Regions from separate parts of the Mus musculus genome. Here region 2 is linked to region 1. The links are chromatin contacts, called in public HiChIP or PLAC-seq maps. All regions are on one chromosome and are shown on one strand. The core of a region is the stretch at or near the end of the contact, and the rest is flanking DNA. Distances in the headings are between cores, read along the strand shown. Region 1 holds the start of Aacs (acetoacetyl-CoA synthetase). Region 2 holds the start of Glt1d1 (glycosyltransferase 1 domain containing 1).

Region 1 (5,870 bases), core at 1,916-4,415:
AGGAGAGCACACAGCAGCAGCAGCACTGAGGGGTGTGGCCAGTCCCACAAACCTAGGGACCTGATTGATGGACACATGGATATCTCAGCACCTCCAGGACCTTGTGTGGAGACCTTTCCACTGCTGTGTCCTACCTCCACCACATCATGGGGTGAGCCAAGAATCCTCTCAGGGACTGCAGCCGGAGGCCCAGGTGACCACAGGCACATTTGGTTCCATGTGTTTTAACCCTCAACCAAGAGTCTAGACTATGTACTAGCATTTCAAAATCTTAGTTTTAAATGAAAAGGGGTTATGCGTGGTGCATGACTGCGATCCCAACACTCGAGAGTCTGAGGCAGGAGGATCATGAGTTCAAACTCAGCCAAGTGTGGTGGAGCACGTCTGATTTTAAATCCCAGCACTTGAGAGGCAGAGGCAAGTGGTTCTCTGAGAGCTTGAGGCCAGCCTGGTCTATATACTGAGATCAGGGTGAGCCATGATTATATAGTGAGACCCTGTCTCAAGGGGAAGAGAAAGGAGATAGGAGTCAGCCACTGTGTGTGTAAGCCGGGGTGTGTGTGTGTGTGTGTGTGTGTGTGTGTATCTGACTCTACACAAGAATGCGCAGCATCCATGAACCAGCAAGGCAGGAGGGAAGCCCTTATAAAAGCACATGGATACAGGGAGAAAGGACATAATACAGAGGAAAGACAGCGTTTGAAAGATGCTCAGACCTCAGGGCCAGGCAGGTGAGAAGGAAAGAGAAAGGAGGAAGGAAAAAAGGGAGGAGCCATGCAACCACCATCAGTGGCTGCCGCGTGAGAGGACTGCACAGATGGCAGGCACGCTCTGGCTTTCCATATCCAGCCCCTCCACTTTATTTTGTAGTCACTCTTCCTGAGACAAGCTCTCCTCCCTCTGGAGTCCAGGCTATCCTTGAACTCACAGCAATCCCTCTGTCTGAGCACCTGAGTGTGAGCCGCTATAGCTGGTAAGCCTCCCAACTTTCAAACACGACATAGTCAACACAGAGCTTCTGAAGAGAGCTACCCAGGACCACCCGATAGCCAGAGACTTGAAGGATGGAGATTAAGGGTAAGGGGTTACTCAATAAACCTCTAGCCAGTGACGGTATCCAGTGGTCAACTCTCAGGCCTACGCCTGCCTCCTAAGGCACACTAGGTCCTCTCACAATGCTCATTTTTATAGATGAGGAAACCAGAGCCTGAGGCGATTGGAGGACTTGTTGGATTGGATCACAAAGCTAGGAAGCTCAAGGCAGCCAGGTCCAAGCAGGGCGTCAGGTTACAGCTCCCTACAGTTGCTCTTATTAAGGAGAAAGCTCTGGCCCACTTCAAAGGGCTGCCCTCCGTGGGTGGGGTGAAGTGCCAGGTCTACCAAGCCCCACAGGAGCGCCAGATCAGGACTTCATCACTACTGGCAGAGGAAACAGATAATGTCCAGGCAGAAAATGGAGGGTGGAAAGTGGATGCAATCCCGACAATGATCCAGTTGGGTTAAGGTTCTTCTCCTATCTAACACCCACGAACTGACCAAGTAGAGCCTGCAAGCCCTGCAAGTGGCCAGGCAAGCATCTGTCTCCAGGTGAGAGGGATGGGAGGGAAGGTTCGGAGCCCTATTAGGGAAGAAAAAGAACCCTGTGGAAGCTCTACCTCCATCTCCTGGCTCTCCAGCAGCGGGGTGCAGGCGCATAAGCAACAAGGGACTGTGGACAGCCTGGAAGACCAGCAACACAAAAGACCTGCATTTGGAGATTACCCTCCAGCCAGCAAGGGGGTGCACCACGCATAGGGGGCGGGAGAAGGACAGCCAAGTGCTGCTGAGACACTAGGAAGAAGACTCAGAGGGCTGGTGCTCAGGGTGGGAAAAAGAAAAGATTCAGGAAGGATCCGGAGACAGATCCTGGGAGCCAAGACAGACATTGATGCCAACGGAGACAAGGGGATCCCTGCAATTAGAGGGGTAACGGAGGTGAAAATGAAGAAGACAATCAACCAACCAACTCGAACTGAAAACCCCAGGCAAACACCTGAGAAGGGGGGCAGAGCAGGTGGAGGGACTAAGCAAGCCCCATGGATCCCTGGGAACGGCATATGGACAAGAACCTCGCCTGCCAAGGGCCTCTGCCCCACCCATAATCACACAGACCAGGGTGGTGGCTGGAAGCAGGATCTGTTTAGAGCTGGGGTAAGAAAGGACTCTACCTTAATTAACTTTAAAGGAAGGAGGAGGAACGAACTCTGACCTTTTCAGGAACCTGAAATTTCAAGCTGGTCCCTAGCAAAAGGCAGATGGAGGGAGCCTGTCACATGAAACCCGTGAACTCAAAAAGAACTGCAGATAAGGCCCGAAGGAAGCCCCCAACGAATGGAAGTCAAGACCTCAGGAGACATTTCCCAAGCAGGCAAGCCTAGCAAAAGATCGGAGGAACCAGAGGGTGTCTGCCACTTCCAGAGGGTGACTCGCCTGCAGAAAGGGGGCCTCTACAGGCCAGGCGGTGATGCTTCCCAAAACAGTGAAGGAAACATCATCAGAAGACCAGCACCTCCTAGAGGAGGGCCCAGAGCCAGGGGGCTCCCCCAACCCAAAGACAGGGACACTAGCCATCCATCCATCAGAGGCCCACGGCAACATCTAGGAGAACCTCTCTAGAGGGGGACCCCCAAGGCAACGAGGATCCCCCAATCCCTGTGCCATTCATCAAGGTACCTAAGTAGGGAAAGGGAGGGACCTCCCTAGAGGGGTACCCCCAAAGCAGGGGGCTTCCCCGACTGTAAGACAGGAACACTGGTCGGATATCCATCCAACAGAGGCTTATCCCAACAGCTAGCAGGGACCTTCCTAGGGCGGTCCTCCCTGGAGGGAACAGCTTCCGGGAAGGCCCGTGACGGGGGGGGGTGCACTAGCCGCGTGCCCCGTACTCACCAAGCGCCAGGCCGCAGGCGGTACCCACGGCCGCCCGGAAGCGGTCCATCTGCGTGTCCTTCTTGCTGTCAGGCTCCCACATCACCTGGCACTCCATGATCTCCTCGCGCTCGAGCCGCGCCAGCTTGGACATGGTTGCGGAGCTGCGTGGCCGGGGCTGCCGGGCTTTGGCTGAGAGCGGAGAGCGCAAGGCGTGGAGCGGATCAGCGGTGCGCCGACGAACCACAGCGCGAGACTGAACCAGCGCCGGCGCGGCCTGTGGGACATCCGGCCTGGTCACACCCCCAGCAGCCTTCGCCACGCCTCCAGAAAGCCACGCCTCTTGAGACCACGCCCTCTTCTGTAACCCTCCGCCGCGCCGCGCCTGCAAAAGGTGCGCTTGCTGCCAAAAAGAGTGCCTCGCCTGCGCAGGCGCGATAAGCATGTTCCACGCCCTCACTTATTGCACAACTTACCGGGTGTTGCTCTGTTTACTTATTGCCCTCGTTCGTTCGTTCATTCATTCACTTATTCAAATTAAGTTGCTCCTCCAACACTCACTTTAGCTGCGGAGATGTCTTAAGCCTAAAACGCGTGCAGAAGACCTCTAAAATGCGTGTCCGTGTCGCGTGTGCTCACTCACAGGGATGCTGTAGCAGGGATACATGGGGTATATAATGTAACATAAGATACTGAGTGAGTGAGACCTCAAGTCTATCGTCAAGACTGAAAATAAAAGCGTTAAGCACAGGACATTCTGGGGCAAGCCTGAAACCCAGCACTTTAAAGACTAAGACAGGAGGATGACAGTAAGTTCCACTCCAGCATGGACCTCAAAGCAAAACCCTGTAATCGGAATACTTGGGAGGTAGAGGTGGGAGAGGCGTCTGGGCTTTAAGATTATTCTTGTAACAGAGTGAGTTCAAGACTAGCCGGGGCGCCGGGCGTGGTGGCGCACACCTTTCTTTAATCCCAGCACTTGGGAGGCAGAGGCAGGTGGATTTCTGAGTTCGAGGCCAGCAGAGAAACCCTGTCTCGAAAAACCAAAAAAAAAGAAAGAAAAGAAAAGAAAAGAAAAAGACTAGTCCGGGCAAACTTTAAAAAGCCATGTGTTAAAACTAAAAGAAAAGAGAGGGCTAGGGATGTGACTCCATGTTGCTCACAGTGGCTTGCAGGTGACAGAAGGGAGCTTTAGGAAATCTTGCAGGTTTCCGAACAAAGAGAGGAGTCAGTGTCCAGGGCCCCCCAAGCAAGAATACTGTGTCCTGTGGGGTGTGCACGTTCAACTAACTGAAAAGGCCCAGGTCTTTGAAAAGGCCCAGGTCTTTGGTACTATAGCCCTGGAGTAGCAAAGTCAGTGAACGAAACGGTAGCAGCTTAAGTTCGTCCTGGGGGAACATCAGAGATGCTGGCTTTGAATCTGGGGGAGAGCATCAGAAGGTTCCTACAGAGAGAACGCATGCTCAGATCCTACTATGATGAGAACCTTCTGGATGCTAATAGTCTTGTCAGTCCATTTGGTACTTTGCTGTCTACCCAGTGTCTAAAATAACTGAAAACAAGTTAATTTTCTTTCTCTCTTTGTGTGTGTGTGCACATATGCATGTGTGTGCATGGGGGTGGGGGGGCCCACGCTTGCGTTGGTGTGTTTGGAGTTGAGAAGTCAATCATGTCAGAAGTCAATCATGGGTGTCATTCCTCAGTTGACACCCACTTCATTTTTTGTTGTTGGTGGTGGTGGTGATGGTTTTTGTTTGGTTGGTTGGTTTTTTGGGATTGGTTGGTTTTTCTTTTGTGAGACAGGGCCTTCCTATGTATCTTCACTAGCCTGAAATTCACTCTGTAGACCAGGCTGGCCTTGAACTCACAGAGATCTGTGTGCTTCTGCCTTCCAAGTGCTGGGATTAAAACTGTGTGCTACCACCATGCCAGGCTCCCTCATTGTTTTGTTTTGTTGGGGGTGTTTGTTTGTTTGTTTGTTTGTTTTATGTGTATAGGTGCTTTGCCTGAATATATGTTTGTGTAGCATTGGCATTCCTAGTGCCCATGGAGATCAGAAGAGGATTTTGGATATATCTGGAGTTATAGATGGTTGTGAGCCACCATGGGAATGCTGGGAATGAGTCCTGGATCTTCTGGATGGAAGAGCAGCCAGTGCTCTTAACCGCTGAGCTATCTCCCCAGCCTCTCCATTTTTATTTAAGACAGACTCTCTCACCAGTTCAGAGCTCACTGAGTAGATTAGGGTGGTTGACCAATGAGCTTCAGAGATCCACCTGTCTCTTCCTCCCCTCTCCAGTGCGGGGATTACACATGTGTGCCACTGCACCTGGCTGTTTTCACACAGGCTCTGGGGACCAAATTCAGGTCCTCCCTCATGCACAGCAGCCATTAGCCTATCTAGCCATCTTCCCAGCCCAAAAGTTGATGTCTTTTTCTCTTCTTTCTGTTCTGTTTTTTGAGACAGGATTTCTCTATGTAGCCCTGGCTGTCCTAGAACTCACTCTGTAGACCAGGCTGACCTTGAACTCAGAAATCCGCCTGCCTCTGCCTCCCAAGTGCTAGAATTATAGGCATGAACCACCACCATCCATCCGGCTAGGGGTGATTTCTTATGGGTCTAGAACTGGGGTGTAAAAAAAAAAATTCTAGACGGTTCCTCTGGTGTGGGTCTTCCTGCTTTTCCCCAGTTCGTGAGGGAAGCAGTAGGGCAAGAGAACCTGGGCCATGAAGGGAGGAAGAAAGCAAATACAGAACTGAAGCCTGCCGCCTCTTAAGAACCAGCACTAATCTGCTCACACAGGTAGAGGAGCCCTCAGGACCTGCACACCTGGCCTCGCCTCCTACCAGGTGACACTGGGGATTAAGCTTCCAATGTATGAGCCTCCGGACACACGGCAAGTATTCAAGACGTGGAGATGGAGGCTCTTACAAAAGATGGTAGTGATTTGGAGACAGGCAGT
Region 2 (5,870 bases), core at 1,473-3,972, 2.2 Mb before region 1:
CCCTGGGATCTGGCTTACCAGTGGCTGTGAGCCTCTAGACATAGCTGCTGCAAAAACTGTGTGCTTTTGAGTCTTTTTTTTTTCTCTATACCTGAACCCCTCTTTTTAATATGGGTGGTGGGATTTGAACTCAGATCCATATGCTTTGGCAACAAGCACTCTTCTTCACTGAGCTATCTTCCCAGCCCCGGAGACGTGACGTTTGTCTAGGAAAGTCAGTTCTTATGCTGCAAGCAGAGAGTGTCAGTTTCAAAAGAATGGGGGTAGAATTTTCAGGTTTTATGGTTGTTTTCTGGGAAAGAGGGCTCAGATTTCTATGACTACTTTGGGGAAGAGAAATTCTCTTTGTATTTTGTTGTTGTCCTTTGCTTGCTCTATGTAAGAAAGGGTTGGAGAGATGGCTTGGTGGTTAAGAGCACTGACCGCTCTTCCAGAGGACCCGGGTTCAATTCCCAGCACCCACATGGCAGCTCACAACTCTCTGTGACTCCAAGATCTGACACTCTTACCCAGACATACTTGCAAGCAAAATACCAATGCACGGGGCTGGTGAGATGGCTCAGTGGGTAAGAGCACCCGACTGCTCTTCCGAAGGTCCGGAGTTCAAATCCCAGCAACCACATGGTGGCTCACAACCATCTGTAACAAGATCTGACGCCCTCTTCTGGAGTGTCTGAAGACAGCTACAGTGTACTTACATATAATAAATAAATAAATCTTTAAAAAAAAATACCAATGCACATAAAAAATAAAAATAAATAATGATTTAAAAAAGGAAGGGAACAGGAGATGGGAATATAGGAGGTCAGCTTCAGACTTTGGCATCACCCAATAAATATTCTGAAGGAATCATTTACAGTCAATCACTGATCTGTGAGTCTACAACTTTATTCCAAGGCTATGCGAGCTTCTCACTAAGCCCACCAGGGCCTTCCCTAACCACAGACTATCCCCCTAGGAATGGCACACATCCTCCAAGCCCTCTTCCCCCATGGGAAGGGGCATACAAACTTCTGGGTTAGCGATTGATTCTACTTTGTGACGACCTCCATGCACATGATACATTTGGGCATGTTTTCCACTATTTCATTCATCCGTGATCAAGTCATTCCGGAGAATCTTGGACCTTTCCCACCCACACAGTCAAATGTTAGCTAAAGGTGCTTAATGTTTAAATGGTAATCGCAAATACAATCTCTTCCTCTTACCATGTGCACAAGACAGCTGGATAACTGTCTCGCCAACCTTCTGTTTCTTGAACAGCTTAAGTTAACATTGGCCTCGGGACCTGTGGGTGCTTTCCCTCTGATCTTAGCTTACAAGCTACTTCTGCCGAGAGCCCAGCCTGGACCTTATCACTTGAAGGAGCCCCTCCAACGCAAAGGTTATATTGTTTTGGTATTGCTTTGCTTTGGAGATAGGCTCTCAAGTAGCTGGAAGTTGACAGTAGCAGAGGATGCCCTTGAACTTCTAATGGTCCTGCCTTCAGCTCCCAAAGGCTGGGGTTATCAGCATGTGGTCATGTACAACCGCACCTCCTGGGTTTATGCACTGCTGGGAACGGAACCCAGGGATTCACCTATGCTTGCCTGGCACTCTATCAAATTGGCCACACCCCAGCATGGTTTTATTTGCTCCATGGTCCCAATCGCCCTGGAATGATTTACCCCTGTGTTTACTCTCCTTGTAAATGACTTGCACTTTTCTACTGGAAAGAGCTCAGTCCACAGAGAGCCCGAAGAGTGACTGAATTAGAGGGAGGGGAATCTCACACAATCACAACACTATCACCACTCCGGGGAAACTTCAGGTATGCATCTGCCCGCCTTTGGTTGTTCACTGTGATCTTGAGAGGAACTGTAACATTTTTTTTAGCTTGAAGACTCAACGGCTCTTTCCCATGATGAGGAAACATACCCACTGGGGGCGGGGGGGGGGGGGGAGCCATTGGGAAATGTCTTGAAGCAAGTGGAAGGGGAGGGAGAGAGCGCGCGCGGGGGGCGGGGGGGAGCGAGCAAGTGAGCACGGGCACGTAAGTGTCTGCTTTTCCAATGATTCAGACCAGCCCGGTTTGATCCAGGCAACCAGATGGCCAGAGGTGAATGGACCCGCCTTCCCTGCCTTGTCCTGGCTCCAGGCTTCCGTCCCAGGTAAACATACAAAGCAAAAAGAGGCCTAATTAAATAAAATAAGCTGAGCGTTCAGAAGAGAACCAGGTAGGAAGTGCGGGCGCGGGGGAGGGAATGGCAGCAGCCACGGAACTCGGACCCTGAATCTCCGCACGTGCTGGAGCATCCGATGCACCGGGACTCTGCGTCTTTCCAGCCACGTGGGTCCCCGCTTCTCATCCCAGGCCACTCTGCCCAAAGCTCAAGTCTGCAGCGAGGCCTTTGCTGAGCCTCTGGTTTCCCCCACCACCACCCCGCGTCCCAGCGCTGGCCCAGGCGGCCTCTTTGCGGCATCCTAGGGCACTCACAATAGCCAGACAGGGCAGCAGGCAGCTGGAATCAGAGCTGCAGCCCCTCGCGCCCGCACCTGCGCCTACAACCCGGCCGTTTGTGCACGCGCGGCTCCGGCGCCCGGCCCAGTCCGGCATCCCCACGCGAGGGATGCTCAGGTCCCCGCAACATACCGTAGGCGCCCAGCTGTGACCGCGTTGCCAGTGTGAGGCCTCAGTACTGCCAGGAACAGGAGCCGCATGTCGTCGCTACCGCCAAGAACTGGGCCACCAGGCCCGGGCGGAGGGGTAGGGGTGGATTCGGTCCCGCCTGCTGTTCCAAGGCGGAGCCCGCAGGTTCAGGGGTAGGGAGGGGAGGGGAGGAGGGAGGGAAGGCAGGGAGGGCAGGGGAGGGGACACGAAGGGAAGGGAAGGGAGAAGGGAGATCTGGGGGCCCCGAGGGGACCTGAGGAGACTAGCGGGTGGGGGTGGGGGTGGGGGTCACGAGACCAGGTGTCAGACAGCCACGAGCTCAGAAAGATGGGAGGTGGGGGGAGGTTGTCCACTCTTCAGGCACCAAGAACATAGGTTGTCCTGTGACTTCCCCTCGTAAAGATCATGAGTTGGGCTCCTACATGCAACATAGTGGCTGATACAGAGACTGCTCCCCCAGAGACTAGGACCAGGTGAGGTGTAGGTACAAGACCACATGTGGAGAGGGGACTTGAGCTTCACTTTGCATTGAGAGGACCCTAGACCCTAAGGATGCCCTGGACTCTATGTATGTAGGCAGTCCGTCCTTTTGTAGACTCTGGCTTCCCCAAACTAAGTTCTGTGAACTTCCAGAGAAAGAGTATGGAGAACCAAAATAGAGAAGGCTGTTATGGAGCTGGCTGGGTTCAGGGATGTAGGTTTGCAATTCCAGGAATACAGAGACTGAGGCAGGAGGATTGCTGTAAGTTGAAGACCAGCCACAAGATTCTGAGGAAAGGAGGGGAAGTGGGGGGGGGGGGGCACCCAGCAGCCCTGGATTTCTTGCTTGCTAGACTCTTCTTCCAAGCGTTAAGCCACATCCACATCCGCAGCCTCAGGCAGTTTTTGAGGAGTGTGGTGTAAGGCTAGGAAGTCAGGTTTGTGCAGAGCCCAGGGCTCAGAGCCTCCTGCACTAAATACACCTGAGCAGGAAGGGTGGGAAGAGACAGTCTTGTGACAGCGTGACATTTGGGTGAATTCATGGCGTTTTACAAAGACATGTGCATTATTTAAAGCCCATCAATATTATAGAACCAATATTCTAAGCATAGCCCCGGAAATTAATCTCTTCCCATCCCTGAAAACTCCCTAACAACTTCAAAGAAGAAAGAGTAGGTGCCTGGGTCCCTTGAGTAGCCTTCTCCCAGTCCAGCTTCGTAACACACTGGTCTCTGATTGTCAATGGACAAAGCCTGCCTCTGCAGGGGAACACTGGACCCACTCTCCTACCTATTCACAGGGGGGAAGCAAGGGAAGGTTGGTTGGTTTGTTTGATTGTTTGATTGTTTTTTTTTAATCATATAATTACCTGATTCTTCCTTCTCTCCACAGAAAAGACTAATAGGACTTGCTCTTTTCTTTTCTTTTCTTTTCTTTTCTTTTCTTTTCTTTTCTTTTCTTTTCTTTTCTTTTCTTTTCTTTTCTTCCTTCCTTTCTTTCTTTCTTTCTTTCTTTCTTTCTTTCTTTCTTTCTTTCTTTCAAGTTTTATTTTTGAGTGTGTGCATGCGCGCGTGCATGTGCATCTGTTTAGGTGCCTGTGGAGGCTAGAAGAGGTTATTGGATCCTATAGAGCTGGAGTTACGAGTGGTTGTGAGCTGTCTGATGTGGTTCTGGGATTCAAACCCACATCCTCAGTAGGAACGGCTCCCTTCTGCTCCAGCCCCCCAGAATTTATTTTTGAATCTGGAGATGTCTTCCAGGCGTCTTTTGACTGCCATAGCTCAACCCATCACATTCACATTCCGGAAGGAAGGAGAGAAGGAAGGAAAAATGATGCCCTCAGAGTAGCACATCTCATTTTTCAGGCATACTTCTGGAAATTCACCGGGACCCTTGATGGTGTTCTTTTAATGACGACGTGAGTGCTTTGAGGTTGCAAGGAAGCTGGCCAAAAGATGAGTGTGTGGTGCACACTGTCACCCTCGGCAAAGCTTGTTTATCAGAAAAATGGGAGGGGAGGTCTGAGGTCACCTCTGCGATCTAATCTGTCTACAGAGGAACAAAAGAAAATGTATAATGATCTCTGTTGGTGCAAGCTACGTATGGTGACACACACTTATAAACCCACCTGCTGGTCAAGACACTAAAGCAGGAGAGTAGAAAGTTCAAGGCCAGCATAGGTAACTTGCTGAAACTCTTGTCATTTTGAGTTTAGTTTGGTTTGGTTGAGACAGGGTATCACTATGTAGGACTTCTGTCTTGGAACTCACTCTGTAGACCACCAGGCTGGCCTCAAACTCAGAGATCTGCCTGCCTCTGCCTCTCCAGTGCTGGGATTAAAGGCATGGGTTTTTGTTTTGTTTTGTTGTTTTGGTTGGTTGGTCTGATTGGTTGGTTTGATTTTGGTCTTTTGAGAAACAAGGTTTTGGCCATCCTGGAACTCAACTCTGTAAACCAGAGTCAGCGATCCAACAACCTCTACCTCTTGAGTGCTGGAATTAAAGGTGTTCGCCAGCACCATCCCACCCCTATCCAAGGTATGTTTTAAAAGTAGGATTGAAGCTGGTATAAGGGTGCATGCCTTTAGTCCTGGCATTTTGGAGGCAGAGGCAGTGAGAACTCTTGAGTATGAGGCCAGTCTAGTCTACAAAGTGAGTTCTAGGCCAACCAGGAATCCATAGGAAGAGTCTGTCTCAGAAATCAAACCAAAATACACAAAACAAAAACCTATGTCCTTTCTACCCCTAGGCAGCAGAGAGGCATTCTTTGGGTTCTAGAGAATAAATCTTAAGAGTCAGAGTGCACTTGGAAGGCAGAGGCAGGCAGATTTCTGAGTTTGAGGCCAGCCTGGTCTACAGAGTGAGTTCCAGGACAGCCAGGACTACACAGAGAAACCCTGTCTCGGAAAACAAAACAAAACAAAACAAAAAGTCAGAATGTCATCTGGACATGCCCTCTGGACATTCTAGGACAGTGGTTCTCAACTTTGTTAATGCTCTGACACTTCAAGACAGTTCATGTTCTGATAACTCCCCAATGGTAAAATTATTTTCTTTTTCTTTTTTTTTTAAGATTTATTTATTATTATATGTAAGTACACTGTAGCTGACTTCAGATATACCTGAAGAGGGCATCAGATTCCATTACAGATGGTTGTGAGCCACCATGTGGTTGCTGGGATTTGAACTCAGAACCTTCAAGTGAAAAGTCATTGCTCTTTAACCGCTGAGCCCAGCCCTAA

The links. HiChIP or PLAC-seq counts read pairs in DNA pulled down with a chosen protein or histone mark.
Region 2: an H3K4me3 HiChIP or PLAC-seq map of embryonic forebrain shows a contact between it and region 1, with 6 times the contacts expected there. The contact joins the promoter of Glt1d1 here to the promoter of Aacs in region 1. A contact is called at or near these places in 3 of 39 promoter capture datasets (embryonic stem cells, liver and pre-B cells), 1 of 484 Hi-C or Micro-C datasets (embryonic stem cells) and 1 of 115 datasets of contacts at active chromatin or transcription factors (embryonic forebrain).

Annotation. Positions count from the first base shown.
Region 1 is chr5:125,473,168-125,479,037 of GRCm38.p6, reverse strand. Aacs (acetoacetyl-CoA synthetase) reads right to left here and starts at 3,165. Exons shown (of 18, transcript NM_030210.2): 1 at 2,929-3,165. The coding sequence starts at 3,061.
Region 2 is chr5:127,629,114-127,634,983 of GRCm38.p6, reverse strand. It overlaps Glt1d1 (glycosyltransferase 1 domain containing 1), which reads right to left and starts at 2,722. Exons shown (of 12, transcript NM_177005.4): 1 at 2,633-2,722. The coding sequence starts at 2,700. It also overlaps a transcript of Slc15a4 not described here.